Regions from separate parts of the Anas platyrhynchos genome. Here all the other regions are linked to region 3. Evidence: chromatin contacts called from public Hi-C data. All regions are on one chromosome and are shown on one strand. The core of a region is the stretch at or near the end of the contact, and the rest is flanking DNA. Distances in the headings are between cores, read along the strand shown.

Evidence for each region. Hi-C and Micro-C count contacts between places; a contact is called where the count stands out from the background.
Region 1: a Hi-C map of skeletal muscle shows a contact between it and region 3, with 2.7 times the contacts expected there. The contact joins the promoter of MOV10 here to the enhancer-like site in region 3. A contact is called at or near these places in 3 of 8 Hi-C or Micro-C datasets (F5 follicle, skeletal muscle and subcutaneous adipose tissue).
Region 2: a Hi-C map of subcutaneous adipose tissue shows a contact between it and region 3, with 1.6 times the contacts expected there. The contact joins the promoter of PPM1J here to the enhancer-like site in region 3. A contact is called at or near these places in 4 of 8 Hi-C or Micro-C datasets (liver, skeletal muscle and subcutaneous adipose tissue).

Annotation. Positions count from the first base shown.
Region 1 is chr27:7,361,045-7,365,935 of IASCAAS_PekinDuck_T2T, reverse strand. It overlaps MOV10 (Mov10 RNA helicase), which reads left to right and starts at 3,440. Exons shown (of 21, transcript XM_027444915.3): 1 at 3,440-3,971; 2 at 4,652-4,748. The coding sequence starts at 3,838. It overlaps LOC110351673 (a long non-coding RNA gene), which reads right to left and starts at 3,307. Exons shown (of 4, transcript XR_011805115.1): 1 at 3,169-3,307; 2 at 1,704-1,836. CAPZA1 (capping actin protein of muscle Z-line subunit alpha 1) reads left to right here. Exons shown (of 10, transcript XM_027444921.3): 10 at 225-1,696. The coding sequence ends at 365.
Region 2 is chr27:7,337,783-7,342,551 of IASCAAS_PekinDuck_T2T, reverse strand. It overlaps PPM1J (protein phosphatase, Mg2+/Mn2+ dependent 1J), which reads right to left and starts at 3,143. Exons shown (of 11, transcript XM_072028534.1): 1 at 3,031-3,143; 2 at 2,815-2,847; 3 at 1,424-1,550; 4 at 858-1,181; 5 at 315-427. The coding sequence starts at 3,113.
Region 3 is chr27:7,256,020-7,260,650 of IASCAAS_PekinDuck_T2T, reverse strand. No RefSeq gene overlaps it. Among named protein-coding and RNA genes, the nearest start is that of SLC16A1, 17 kb to the right of the region's middle. Within about 2 kb of position 1,605, at least 4 of the 8 cell types and tissues checked have an H3K27ac peak or open chromatin away from gene starts, as enhancers often do. A contact at or near this core is called in subcutaneous adipose tissue, where this site is marked.

The DNA of each region.
Region 1 (4,891 bases), core at 2,191-4,690, 100 kb before region 3:
TGCAAGAAGCAGATGTGATACAGATAGTTCGGGAACACGTGTGAGTGTAGCAATGTCTCCTTAGGAGAGTTTCATAGAAACCCTTCGCTTGCACACACACAGGTGACAGCACTAACCAGTCAGTAGCATGCCTTCCCCTTGCAGAAAGGGTTTTGTGGCTTTAACGGATTCACTTCTCCAGAGTCTCTTTACTACTATAACTGAACCTACTTTTGCCATTGCAGACAGCAATCAGCGAGAACTACCAGACTATGTCAGACACCACTTTCAAAGCCTTACGCCGGCAGCTACCTGTCACCCGCACCAAGATAGACTGGAACAAAATCCTCAGCTACAAGATTGGCAAAGAAATGCAGAATGCTTAATGTGGAAATAAGGAGATTTATGAAATGTTTGTGTGCAAAAAACAAATGTGGTCCTATGCCAAGTAGATGGTTTCTAAACCAGTGCAGCATTTTTCTAGGGCTTTCAAAGTTAACAGGTTTTCTAGCCTCAGAGAAAACTGTGGAACAAATAGCGTTGTCTTTGTGTTTTGTGTTTCCTGCCGCATAAACTTCCTATTGTGACTGCATATACTGATAGGTTGTTTTAATTAAACCACATTCATGGTTCAGAAGTTTAGCTGTTTTCAATCACTAATTGTACTGGTTGGAAAACTTCCTAGCTGGAAAAGCCCTACTATAAATACAGCTGAGGGTGCAGTGCATTTCCTTCACCTGTATACAGCACTCCAGGTACTCCAGTAAGTTTGTCAAATCTGCCAACAGCTCAAGGCGCTATGCTGCAAGATATAGTAATGCAAGAGACAGTAAGTGCTCCTATGTATCCTTACTACTGACCTCCACAAAGCAAGAAGCCTGTAGGCTTAAGTTTTACTATACAAAATGAGTTTACAAAATCCATTACGGAAATCCCTTACAAAGCCAGCTCTTCCAGGGTCTCTTTTTAATCTGAAGTTTTGAGCCACATTCTCTGAAAGCGAACGTTTTTGCTCTTCTTTCCCTCGTGTATGTACGGTTATGGGACATCTGCATTTTTACAGACTGCAAGCGTCTGTGTTGGATCGCTGCTGATCCATATAGACTGGATGAAGATTAAAATGCAAGTGTCTACAGAATAATAGGTGTGTTGCGCTTTAATGCTTTGTGGCAGGTTCATAGAATTTGTATCACAGGTGTATGGATGGATAGTGTACAAAATAAATAAACTTGTACCAAAGTGAGAGAAATAACCTTTCCATTTTGTCTCTATTGTGGCCAGTTTCTTGTCATACTTAATGGGAGATTCTGGAATTAATCACTTCATTGCTCTCTAACTGCTTGCTCTGTGTTACTTTGCTTTTCTGTAAAATCAAGAATAGGTCCTATCAGTTTCTCTTAAGGGGAGGTTGAAGAGGCACGTGTATGCTTTCCTCAATTCAAACCTGGAAAGTTGATCCATTGCAAAGTGAAACCCCTCTGGTTAACTCACTTTTCTTTGTTTACACTTGGTTATCACTGGGCCTTTTTGCAGGTTCTGTTTTTTAAACTGGTTAGCGTCTTCCTGTTTTTTAGTACACAAAGAAAGGGGTTGAGAAGATAGGGATGTAACTGCCTGTGCATTATGCTGGAGGTTTTGCACAGTGATGCCACAAAATAAGTGTCTACCCTGTGTGAGAAATTTTGTCAAAATAAAATATATTTGTATTTGCTGTTGAGACTGACCTTTCATCCTGCAGGCATCCTCTGTATAGTCTAGTAGAAATACACGGGTCTTTGTTTTAAAGCCATTTGTGTCTGTTCTTTCATGGTCTCACTTCTGTTAATGCCTGGGGAAGGCAGAAGTGCAGGTGGCAGCCTGAAAGCAGGGATGGGAGCGTTTGCAAACCTTCAGACAGTGCTCACATCCTGGTACACAGACCTGGGAACTGGGGGTCTAAGAAATTTTAGGTTGAAAGAAAAATAATCACACTGCTCTAATGAAGCACTTCACCTGGGTAAAACCTAAGTGGTTTTTGCTAATCACCTGGGTCTCGTTGCAACACCTCATAGCCTCTTACATTCCACTTTTGAAACTCATTGCAGGACACACGCACGTATAACATGGGAACAGTACAGCGGGAAGGGATCTTCAAAAATCATCTAGTCCATACACCCCGTGTCAGTTGCATTAGACAAAACAAGGCTGCCTGAGTGCTAGTGGGAGTTCTTGTCCTCAGCTCGGTTTGCACACAGCTGTGCTAAGAGCAACTCAAGGACAGCACTTCTATCACCAGCATCTGTAGCAACCGTTTCCTCCCTGCAGCTTGGAGATGAAAGGTGTGGATGAGTGCCGAAGGTGCTGTGGGCTGTGGCCCCAACCAGGCAAACGCTGCAGGAATTCCAGCAATGCGAGGCTGAGGGTTTGGGGGGGGGGAGAGGGGGCTGAGATAACTGTGCACACAGCAGAGTTTTTATCTACCAGCACAGCCTGTTTCAAGGCTAGTCTTTAACCGATCCTAGTTTGTTAAATTGGGAGGAGTTCACCCCCACTCATTCCAGTCTGAAGACAATTTTTTATCTCCCTGCCCTTCTCAAACTTCAGCTAGCCAACTTTCAGGGCCAGCTCATTCCCCCACCTACCTCCTCACCCTTCTCCCTCAGCAGCCTTCTCCGCAGCAGCCTCAGCTGTCCCACTCTCAGCTACTTCCCAGCTCCTTGGAGGAACAAAATTCAGCGCTGCAACTCACTGCAACCGAGCCGCTGAGCAATTGCCAGCGGTGACACACTCTAAAGCTGTTTGCTGTTCTCTGCTCAGGCCCTGAGGTTTCAGGTGAGACCAAGGCCAGCTAGAGGCTGACTCCTCCAGGCTCTATTCACCAGCCAGAGCCTGACCCCAGGCCCAGCACAGCAAGCAGGCACCGCAGCTCAACCAAGCCAGGGCAGCTGAGCACAGCCTGCCACAGAAAGAGCTTTCCTAGCTATTTGTGAGCTCAAAGCTTAAAGTTCCAGGATTCCGCCAGCAAAACGCGACAAAAAGGCTTACAGGCAACTTCTCCAAAAGTGACATCCATCTTTCTGAAGCCTCAGCGCCCTCCCACAGTGTGGGAGCCCTACCCCAGCACCCTCCCGCAGCCCCCGCTATCAGCAGCAGTGCTTGAGTCACAAAACCACTCGCCCAGCCCCGGGGAGGTGAAGGCAGCAGACTTACCCCGGCGTCCTTTGGCTGCAGAGAGCACGAGCAGCGCCGCGAGCAGTCCCAGAGCCCGAGACCGTTTTACCAAAGCAAACCGAGGATCCCCACCCTTAGCTAGGCTGGAGAGCTCCAGCACGACAAAGCAGAGGCAAAGCCCAACACAGAGCCCGGCCGGTGCTGCCGCTGCCCTATTTATACAGAGCAGCTGCGGGAGCCCTGGGAGCTCTCCCCCCGTCGTTGGCTCGAGTGATGCCGCGCACCTGGGCGCTGCCCCTGCCCTCGGAGCTCTGGCAGCGACCCCGGCTGCCCCCCCCTGCCCGACGGGGCGCCCGCAGGGCTGGCCCGGCCCCGGCATTGCCGCTGCCCCCCGCTCCCGGCGGCTGCGGCGGGGGCTCAGCCCCGGGACCCCCCCCATCGGGGGGCCGGGCGGGGGATGTGGGACCAGGGGTCGGGATCGGGGTCGAGGCCGGGCCCGGGGGGGGCGGCGGAGAGGCCCTGGGCGGGGGCAGCGCCCCCACGGCCCGGCCCCGGTCCCAAGCGGGCGGGCCCGTGGGGCTCAGCCCCTTTCGCTTTCGTTTCTCCCTGCGGAGCCAGCCCCAGCCCGGCACGTCCCGGCTCAGCTCGGCACGTCCCAGGGCTCAGCACATCCCGGCTCGGCTCGGCACGTCCCGGCTCGGCTCGGCCATGCCGCGGTTCAGCGTGGCGGAGGCGAGGCGCTGCGGGGAGCAGTTCGTGCAATTCCTGCGGGACACGGGCCGGGAGCAGGAGAACCGCCGGGACGCGCTGCGCACCATCTACGGCGGCGAGTTCCGCGCCAGGTGAGCGCCGGGACCCCCCCCCCGGGGGGGGCTGGACGGAGCCCCCAGCGCTGCCGAGCCCCCGGAGAGGGGGATCCCGGAGCCCCAAACCCCAAAGCGCCGGGGCCCGGCTCTCCCGGGCGGCCGCTCCCCCTGGGGACCGCTCCGTTCACCGGCCCCGTGCCCCCGCTCCCCTCCGCCTCCCCCCGGACGATCCCGGCTGCGGGGACCCCCCCGTAGCCCCCCGAGCACGGCCGGGGCACCGCACGCCCCCTCCTCGCCCGCTGGCCCCAGGGCAATGTCCCCGCCGTTCACCAGCGTTCGCTGCGCTGCGGGAGGAGCTGCGGGGGGCGCCGCAGCCGGGGAGCCCCCCCCGTCCATGCAGGTGCCCCCTGGGCAGCCCCCGCTGCCGAGGATCCGGGGCCGGGGCCGCCCCTGCACAGACAGGGGCCAGGAAGCCGTGTGGTGTCGTGGCACAGCGCGGTGCTGCCCGAGCAGCCTGCGGGGACAGAGGGTTTGCTACATCTGGGGGGCCGGTGGAAAAACCCCGGTCCTTTTCCCTCTCCTTCCATCCCCCAAAACAGAGGGAATGTCTGGGGTGAGGGGCCCGGCTTCACCCCCTTCCTCCCCGCACCTCCCAGCTCCCCAGTGCCCAGCCCTTCTCGTCTCCACTTGAAACCTTCTCTCTCTTCTGTGTGCAGGACTGACACAAAGATGCCCAGTTTCTCTTGCATCTTGTACGCCCTGAGGGTGACCCACCAGGCTCAGGTGCACGGGGAGTCCGTGCACTTCAAGAAGGTGAGGGAGGGCCTGGGCTGGGGCCGTGCCGCAGCTCCCACAGCCCTAGGAATGGGCTCAACAGGAGCCCCCAGCCCCCGGCAGGACCCGGGCACGCACTGGGGGCCTGTGCCCGGCACCACGCTGATGCTCGCTGCTCCTCG
Region 2 (4,769 bases), core at 1,894-4,393, 80 kb before region 3:
CTCATCGCCTCCAGCCTCTGCTCGCGGCTCCTGCCCACGCCACTCTGCACATCCCCAGCAGCAAGGCACCGAGATCTCCTCCGCCATCCCAGGGCAAGAAGCGTTCAAACCAGCTTCGCCCTCCTGCTGGACGTCCTGCAGCCCCTCAGCACACCAGGCAAACGTGGAGAGCACGGCGAGGCACGGCACGGCACGGCACGCTGTCCTCAGGGCTCATGATCAGGCTGCTCCTGCCCTCCCCCAGACAGCCCCAGCTCCTCACCGCCCTGAAACGGGGGCAAGCCCTGGTACGGGGGGAAGGCCGGGGGCTGTACCTGCTGTCACCAGCGTTGGCCACGTAGAACTTGCCCATGAGGTAGACGGCGGCCAGGGCACAGCAGCCCCCGGAGATGCTCTGGGATGCCCGCTCCTGCTCGATCTGGTCATCCTGGGGAGACAGAGAGCGGGTCTGGGCAGCACGAGCAGCAGCCCCTGCCAGCAAGCAGAGGTCCAGGCAGCCCAAAATAGCATCCTGCTGCTCCGGCAGGCTGTGGCCGGGCACCTCGCCCCACACAGCCTGGGGTCCTGTGGGCAGCAGGGGCACAGCTTCCCTGGGGCTGTGGAGAGGGCAGGAGAGAACAAGACGGGAGGGGACTGCTGGAACGAAGTGCGACCAAATCCTGCACCCACACAGGCCCCGAGCCCAAAGCCTCTGTGCTCTGAACCCCTGAAACAGGGGACAGCAGCACACCAGGGCAGGAGCCGCCCTGCCAGGAGTCCTCGTTGCAGACCTGCCTCCTGCTGGAGGGGGCAGAAAGCAAAGCAAACGCCCCCAGCCAGCACCCAGCGGGTGTCCCCGCAGGCTGGGGATCACTCACCATGTGCTTGAAGGCGTTCTCGATGGCACCGATCACCAGGCTCTCATGAGACACTGCTTTCTCCAGGTGAAAGCGTGGCAGGGCATCGCTGGGGACCTCTCCGTTGTCCTCTGTGAGGGGCGCCCGGCTCAGCTCGGCTGCGCCAGCCCTGGCGTCGTGCTGGAGGCAGATGGGAGGCGGGGAGGGGTCCTGCAGGATGTCCACCAGGTCCCGGAGCTGCTCGCAGATGTGCAGGTGGAGCCTTTTGGATGCCATGACGGCAGCGCCGCTGCCCGCGTGGCCATCAAACAAAGCCCAGTAGTGGAAATAAAATCCCTTCCTGCCCTGCGGGGAGAGAGAGGAAGGTTCAGCGAGTGCTGTGGGGAAGCAGACAGTGGGGAGCGGGGAGTGGGGGCTCTGCCTTGCGTGTCCCAGCCCTGCACTGACACCCAGCACCGTCTCCGGCAGCTGGCTCCTTGGGGACAGCCCGCAGGGGCACGTTGGCCAGTGCCTCCCAGTGCCAGCCAGCCCCAGTCCAGCAGCAGGGCACAGCAGCTGCTGTGGCTCTCCCCCCGTGCGGCTCTCACCCCATCCAGCTCCCTGCTGCCATCCCCGGAGGGTTGGCGGCCCCTGGGGCTTGGCCTCCTCTCCACAAACACCACCTCACAGCACGCCTGGTCCTCGTTGTGCTGGCTCTTCCCCGCATTTATCACCCTGCAAGGAGGGAAGGAGGTGTTAAGGCTCGCTCTTTCGCACCCAAAATATCAGGTTTTGCCCATGGATACTCCAGAAAACCCGACCCTAATTCACTGGCTGAGAACAGGGGTGAGCCAGGCTCCTGGCCATGGCAGAGGCTCCCCCAGCAGCACCTCACCCCCTTGTCCCCATTCCTGTCCCCATCCCTGCTCCTCACAGGGGCTCCCATCCCATCCCACACAGCAGCAGCGAGGTGAGCAGAGGTCCCAGACCTGGAGCAGTGGCAGCGCTCGGTCCCCCTGCGGGGAGGTGGCCAAAAAAAGGTGGCCTTGCTGCAGGTCCCCACCGCTGCCCCAAGCAGAGAAAGTGCCTGAAAACCTGCACAGCCTCTGCACACACACAGCCAGCCTGGGCTCAGACACTGCGAGGGGATTTTGGCCTCATCGCCAGAGCAGCACCGCTCAGAGGGCGCAGGTGGCTCAGAGGGGAGGAGATGAAAATGAAACCAGCAGAACTTTTGCAGAACGACTCGCATCGACTTTTTGCAGCTTCTGCTGGCAAAGCAGATTTCAGCTCCAGATTGCCAAACCTGCTCACGGGGCGGGGGGGGAAGGCAGTAAATGTGCACAAGAGCTATTTGGGCACGGACTTTTCAAGCGGTTTGCAGAAAGAAGTCTTGGGACACAAAGAGAAGTCCTGGTGCTGAGCAGAGGGCGGGTTGCCTTCGTTCCCCCCCGGAGCTTGCAAAGTTCCTGCTCTGCAGAGATCGAGCACGGGGCACTCCTCCCCCAGCAGCTCCCCGGCCAGCTGGCACCTCGGGGGGCTCCCAAGGCCCCGGGTGGACCCGGCTGCGTGCGGGATGCGGGAGCAGAGCGGTGTCACCGAGCAGTACCGGCAGCCTTGCCACCTGCCTTCAGCTCGGGGGCGAAACTCCCCCCCCAGTAAAAGGAGAAGAGAAGCGGGGCCCTCGGAGGGGAAGTGGGAGTCAGGTCCTGCTCCCAAACCAGCTTCAATTCCCTCCTCCCCCCTCCCGGGACCTGCTCGAGCAGTTCCTTCCCCCCGGTGTCGGTTCCCGGTCGGTGACAGCGGCACCGGGCACATCGGTGCCAAAACCAGCGGAGCTGGGAACACGGCGTTCACCACCCCCCCGGCTTCCCCCCACCCATCCCATCCCTCCCCCGGCCCCGACCCATCCCTAACACCCCCAGGGGCATCTCGCACAACCGTTAACGGGCGGTGGGGTCCAGCCCCGCGCCCCCCCCCAACCCCCAGCCCCTCTCACTCGGCGTAGCCCGTGCTCCAGGGCAGGCGGCGGCGGCCGTCGCGGGGGCTCTGCACGGCCCTGCCCGTGTGGTCGTCGGCCCGGCGCAGCTCCTCGGGCGTCAGCTGCAGGAAGGCCGGCCGGCAAAACAACGCCGCTGCCCCCCCGCTGCCACCACCGCCACCGCCACCGCCGCCGCCGCCGGTCCCCGCTCCGCCGCCGCCGCCGCCGCGCCGGGGCTCGGCCGGGGGCTGCGCGCCCGCCCCGGGGCCCAGCCCGGCCACCAGGTGCCCCACCGCCGAGCGCACCCGCAGCAGCATGCCGGGCCCAGCCGTGCCGAGCCGAGCCGAGCCCGGTCCCACCGCCCCGCCCCGAGTCCCGCCCCGGTACCGGGGCCGCCGCCGCCACCGCCCTCCCCCGGCGGGAGCCGCGCTCCGGGAGATGCTGCAGCGCCCCCCGGGGTGCCCGCAGGCTGGGTTAGCCCCGGGTTAGCCCCGCTGCCGGCACCCCGGCTCCTGCCCAACGCGGAGTCGGGACCGGGGGGAGGCGAGGTCAGTGCCGCAGCCCCCCCGGGGCGCAGCTGGGGACCCCCGGCGGGCAGCTCGCCGCTCCTCCCGGTGCTCCTCCCGGTGCTCCTCCCGGTGCTCCTCCCGCTGCCAGCCCCGCAGCAGCCTGCACGGTGTGGGGCAGCGGCCGGCAGCGCTGGGAGAGGCCGCGGGAGGCGCAGGAGCAGCAGGGAAAGGGACACGCGTGTGCTGCCCGCCGGCTCCCCCTGCCCACGCGTGCCCGCTGCCCTCCCCGTGCTGTGCCGGTGAGCGGGGGGGCGTCCAGCCTGGTGCTCCCCGGGCTGCAGCAAAGCCACCTACTCCGCCACGGCATCTGCTTCCCGAGGCAGGTGCTTTGTCACTCTCCCTGCGCTCCCCGGTGAAACCCAACCCACTCGCAATCGCGCCAGGCTATTAATAACGAGCCAGCCTGCAGAGGAGCTGCCGTGACTCAGGGCTGGGAGCAGAACCTCTTCCTTCCACTCAGGCTGCAAGAGGCCAGCCCTGGCTGAGCCGGGGTAACGCGCTCCCGCTGGAGGAGCTGGCAGTTCTGGCACAGCCTGACCTCAGCACCTGCCTTCCTCTGGGTTCCTATGACAACAACAACAAAAAAAAAAAACGCTGAAAAAACACCATGTTGCCCTGCTGTAAAGCAAAATTGAGTTCGTTTGCAAGGACCTGCGTGCTCCAGTGCCCTCGGTTCTCCAAGGGAACTGCTTTCTTCCTTTCTGTACAGGTCTTCCGTGCTGCAAGGTCTGAGCAGAAGCACCTCACTGCTAGCTCCATAAAGCTCTGAGTGCTTTAGCCTGCACTCTTGGCTAGATCTTGCTTAATTATAGCAGACTGTTAAGGTCAACCTATGGATGCTATTCAGCACTCCCTGTATTCCTTTTATCCCTAGCTTCAAGTTACTCAGCAGTCTGTCACATTAAGGTCCCCGCACACCCAGACTCGTACCTCCCTTCCCAGTCTGCTTTCTGATGCCTACTCTCAACGCCCCTGTTTGAAGCTCTTGCTTCATTTCTTGCCTTCTTTTGCACCACCTGGGTGTCCCCGCTGTTGTTTGCCTCCAATTCATTTATCCCCTGCTCTTTCTCCCACCCTTTAATAAGGGTGCCACAGGAACGAGGGAGCCCCGGGGGAACTGCTGCTCTGCAGCTCCCTGAGCCGCAACACGGCTGAGGTCAGGCTCCTCGCTGCATTTCGACAGGGGTTCAAATTTCACCGTGCACTTTTTATCTGACCGTAGGGACCTCTGAACCTCTGCTGCCTGCCCGGAGCTGGGCGAGGACCTCTCCTTGCTCAGCTCTTCCTCCACCTCCCCGCTGCGCCCCCCGCCAGGATTCGCGTGCGCCCCTTCCCCGGCGCCCCCCTCCCCTGTCTGCCCCTTCCTTTGTGGCTCTGCCGGGGGGGCGCGGGGCTGCAGGGCGG
Region 3 (4,631 bases), core at 356-2,855:
CCCCGAGCCCAGAGGGACCTTCCCTCGTCCAGCACCACTGGACGTCTGGATGTCTCAGGGAAATGTGTTTTTTTTTTTTCTTCTAGTCATGCAATTAAAACAAATTTTAAAGGAAAATTGAGGCTAGTCCCAAATGAGGGCTCTTGTCTGGAGAGTGAATTGAAATATTTCATTTCTTCCCTTAATTTCTGCTCCATCAGATTAGTTCCTAGCAGGGTCTTGCTCAACCACTTCTCCTGATTGTTAATTTCCATTTACCCGCAGAGAGGGGGGCTCTGGGGCTGCTCACAGAGGAGGTAAAACAAACCTCTGAATTTGACTTACACAACTGGTTGATGTGAGCAGCACCCACGGGGTCACCACGTTGGCTCCTGAGCCAGGCAACCCTGCAGGCAGAGGTGCTTGTGGTGACGGCCCCGTACCCGGCCTGCTCGGTGCCCCCACCAGCACGGACAGACCGGGGGGTCCCAACGGGCTGGGTGCTAGGCGAGGAGCTCCCCACACCCCTCACCCCTCACCCCTGCATGTTTTAGCTGTGTGCTTCTGGTGGCAGGACTGAGAGCAAGCCCACATGATGCATGACTCTCCTCACCCCGCGCAAGTTCAATCTCTGCAGGCTGCAAAAACGTGATTAAAAAACAATTACCCCCAAACTGCATTCAATTAGGCTGCGGGGAGTGCTGAGCTCTGCAGATAGACGCGATGAGGGACACGCCAACCTCCCCTGGGCTGGCAAACGCCGTCACGCCGCCCTCCGCTCCCCGGGGCCATGGGCAGCCCCCGGCCCCCTGAGCAGGGGAGATGGAAACATGGAAACGAGGCGCTGCTCTTTTATTGCAAACAATTAAATTCACACACACACATAAAAAAAAAAAAAAAAAAAAAAAACCAACAACAACAAAAAAAAAAACAGGCTCATTCCAATGCGCAACGTGCAGCCTTTAATTAAATTTCAAACACATTTCATTTACCGTCAAATCCCCCGCCCCCCAATTTCGGAGCAATTCCCCAGCGGCCCCTGCCCGGCTGCGAGCTGCGGGAGCGGCGGCCGCCAGGGGGAGCCCCGTGCCCGGCACGGCCCGGTTCTTCCCGGTTCTTCCCGGTTCTGCCCGGTTCTGCCCGGTTCTGCCCGGTTCTTCCCGGTTCTGCCCGATTCTGCCCTGTTTTGCCCGGTTCTGCCCGGTTCTTCCCGGTTCTGCCCGGTTCTGCCCGGTTCTGCCCGGTTCAGCCCAGCCCCAGCCTTTGCCGCCCAGCACAGCCCAGCCACCGATGCTTGTCCCCGAGTATCCGTGGCCAGCCCCGCAGCCGGCAGCACGCAGACCCTCGAGCCTCTCAGTAATTAAATTCAGATTGAGCCAGGGAGACCCGTCGTGGGGCAGCGCGGAGTGAAAGCTGCTTTTCAGCTGCCACCAGCCCAGGAGGGATGAGCAGGGCATGCACCGTGGCTGCAGGAGGCGAAGTGCTTCCCAGGCAGGCTCTGCTGGTTCACAGCGGGGCACATCGCCTCCATGGTCCCCGTGTGCCCAGGGGATGCTGGCCCTACAGCACAGCGGGGTCCCAGGAGCAGCTCCCCAGCTGCTGCCGCACGCTGGGTGCAGGACAGGCTCCAGGCACAGGCAGGCGAGCAGCTGAGGCTCCGGCCCCAGCGGCTGCGGGCACGCTCAGGACGGGTCCGGGCCCATCACGGGGCCGGTTCAGCCGCTTCCCACCACACGTAGCCACGGCATGAAGCTCAGATGGGATCGGCCTGCCCACAGCGGGGCCCCCACCCCCTGCACCTTTTTGGCTCAGAGGCACAGCGAGCACCCCACACACAGCAGCAGCACCAGCTCCTGCCCTGGGCACAGCCACGCGCCCCCCGACCTGAGACCCTGCAGATGGGGCCACTTCTCCAGCCCGCAGAGCTGCGAGATGCACCTGAGCAACACGAGGCCACCACGGTTTGCAGGAAGCAGAGCAAAGGTCTTGAAAAAGCAGGGGAAAAGCCTGGGCAAAGTGCAGCGGAGAGTGTCCTTGGCTGTGTTTGCAGTGAGCACAGCCCATCCAGCCCCACAGGAGAGCCACCCGCTGGGGCTTGCGCTGCTCTCTGCAGCCACCTCTCGCTGCCATGCAACAACTGAGCATCACTCATCTCCTCCTTAATGGATCCATGACACCGGCAAAGGGCTCTCATTAACAGAATATAATGCGCAGTGAAAATAATTGATGATCATCTTGTAACAATTGATTATCTGTCCACTGTAATGCTGCTTTGCTCATACGGTAAGGGGAAATCGCTTTTCCCTGCTCAGCGCAGAGCAGGCAGCCAAGCACACAGCCGTGTCCGTTCCTGCCCATCTCCCCCGTGCTGCAGGCACAGCACCACAGCCGGCGAGCCCCCGGGGCTCTGCGTGCACCCAGTGAGGCAGCCCCCGTGCACCAGGACAGCCTGGCACAGCTCATCCATCCCCTGGCACACACAGGACAGTGCAGACACCTGGCATCCACACGAGTCTGGCATGGGGGCGGCCTGTGGCCCCCATCTCAGCCTTGGCTAGACACGGTTTTCCAGCAGGCTGCCCTCTGGCCAAGCAGCCCTCCCACCTCCTCTCGCCAGCACAGCATCAGCATAACGCCTGCCAGTGTCTTCACAGGGCGGCTGGGAACAGAGAAGGTTGTTTGCAGAGCAGCAGCCCTGACTGCTCAGCCGGAGCTGCAGACTCAGCAGAACTCAAATCTCCCGAAAAACCTGAATAAACTCCCCTGTGCCCAGAGCTGGACCCATGCGGCGGGCAGGGACCCAGATCCTCTCCTCATGCTTGTCACATGAATGAGCTCTGCAGCTGGGCTCACGCCTTTCATCTCGGAAGGGGATTGTGTGTATTATGGGGAGGATTAGGCTGTTTCGGGAGGCCAGGAGGATCTGTGCGTGCAAGGCTCCAGGGCTGCTGCAGGGAGCGGGGCTCAGCCCCTGCCTGCCCGTCCTGGCCTGCTGCGACCTGGTGGGGAGGGCGCTGCCTTCACCCCTGCTCCTGCCCAGCACAGGCAGCAGAGCTCCTGGAGAGGTTTTGCCTCTGTGGGGTCACCAGGACCTCACCCCGCATTCTCCAAATCACCTGGAAGAGGCCAGGCAGCAGGGATGTGGAGACAAAGGGCTGGCAGGACCAAGCCTTCCTGACCCCAGTCCTTCCAGCCTGGTATCCCCTGCTGCGGGGCTGCTGCTGCTCGCTCTCCCCACCCCACACGAGCTGCCCCAGCCCTGGCAGAGCCCCCCCGGGTGCCGTGGCCAGCAGCTGGCAGAGGTCCCGGCTCCTGGCCGCCAGCCGGAGCCCCCGCCCCAGCCACCGCTGAGCATTTCTGGTCAGAGACCTCAGAGGTCTGGGAAAACAAACTACATGGGAATTAGCTCCCAAGTATTTCCTCAATTCTACCTGCTATGAAGAGAATTTTATTTTGCTTCCCCCAGGCGGAAGGAAGGCAGCTTGACAGAGGGTTTCAAGGAAATCTGTGCAATAACTCACACAGCCCAGCCTCACAGAGCCGCAGCGGGGGGCATGCACAGCGCTGACCCCAGAGCACCCTTCAGGTAGCCCCATCCCGCACCCACCACAGGCTTTTTGTGGCCCCCAGGAGAAACAGCCCCTCAGCAGCACTCTGCTTCGCAGCCACCCTTTGCTCCCGGCCTGGATGTGACTAATTGTGGCACTGTGACTAATTGGGGCACCGCTCCCTCCTCAAGGCCCCAGCCCCCAGGGAGGAGCAGGGTGAGGAGGCAGCGCTGGGGCCGGGCGTGCTGCGGGGCAGAGTCCACGCAGGCTGCGGTGCCCATCACGCACCAGCCACCCGCACCACAGGGCAGCAGTGCCCGTGCCTCACAAGTGATTGATTATGGGATCCATTAATTACAGGATCCCAGCCTGAGTCACTGCATTGCCCAAGCAGGGCAGCACTCCTCCCCAAACCACACGCACCCCCTCCTCCCCCAGCACCAAGGCCTCAGGATGGAGTGGGTGAGGGCAGGCCCGGTGGGGCTGACACAGGGTCCTGAGGGACACATGGGGCAGAAGCCACCCCTAGAAAACAGAGGTTTTAGTAAGAAGGCCTTATCAGCTAGCCAAGTCAAAACAGCAGGAAATTATTTAAACATTTTTCCTTAGAAGACCAAGCTGGCCCCCTGCCCTGGCTGCGCAAGCCTCTCGGAAGCCAGAGGCAGGAAAGTCATGTTAGTTACGGTAAGGCATACAACAGCTATTACACTACCAGAACCCAGGGAAAACGGGACACCTGGTTTTATGAGGCAGCTAACAGAGGTCAAGCATGGGAAGAAAGCAGCAGACAGGGCCAAGTGCTTCTCGTCCCAGGGGAAATCAACACAACCCACACAGCCAGCGGCTGTCCAGCACCCCCAGGGGCACTGTGGGTCCCCAGATCAGGGCCCCAGACCAGGGCTGGGGCAGGAGTGACCAGCCAAGCCCCCAGGCCCCCCATGCCAGCTCAGGGCAGCCCCATGCCCCCCTCACCCTCAGGAGACCCCCAGCAGAGGGGCTGGAAACACACCAGGCATGCACCCAGAGGAACAGGGACCACAGCTCAGCTGATCACGGTTAGTTTATTGCACTGGGAACCAGTTACAACAGCTACAGACACAGCAC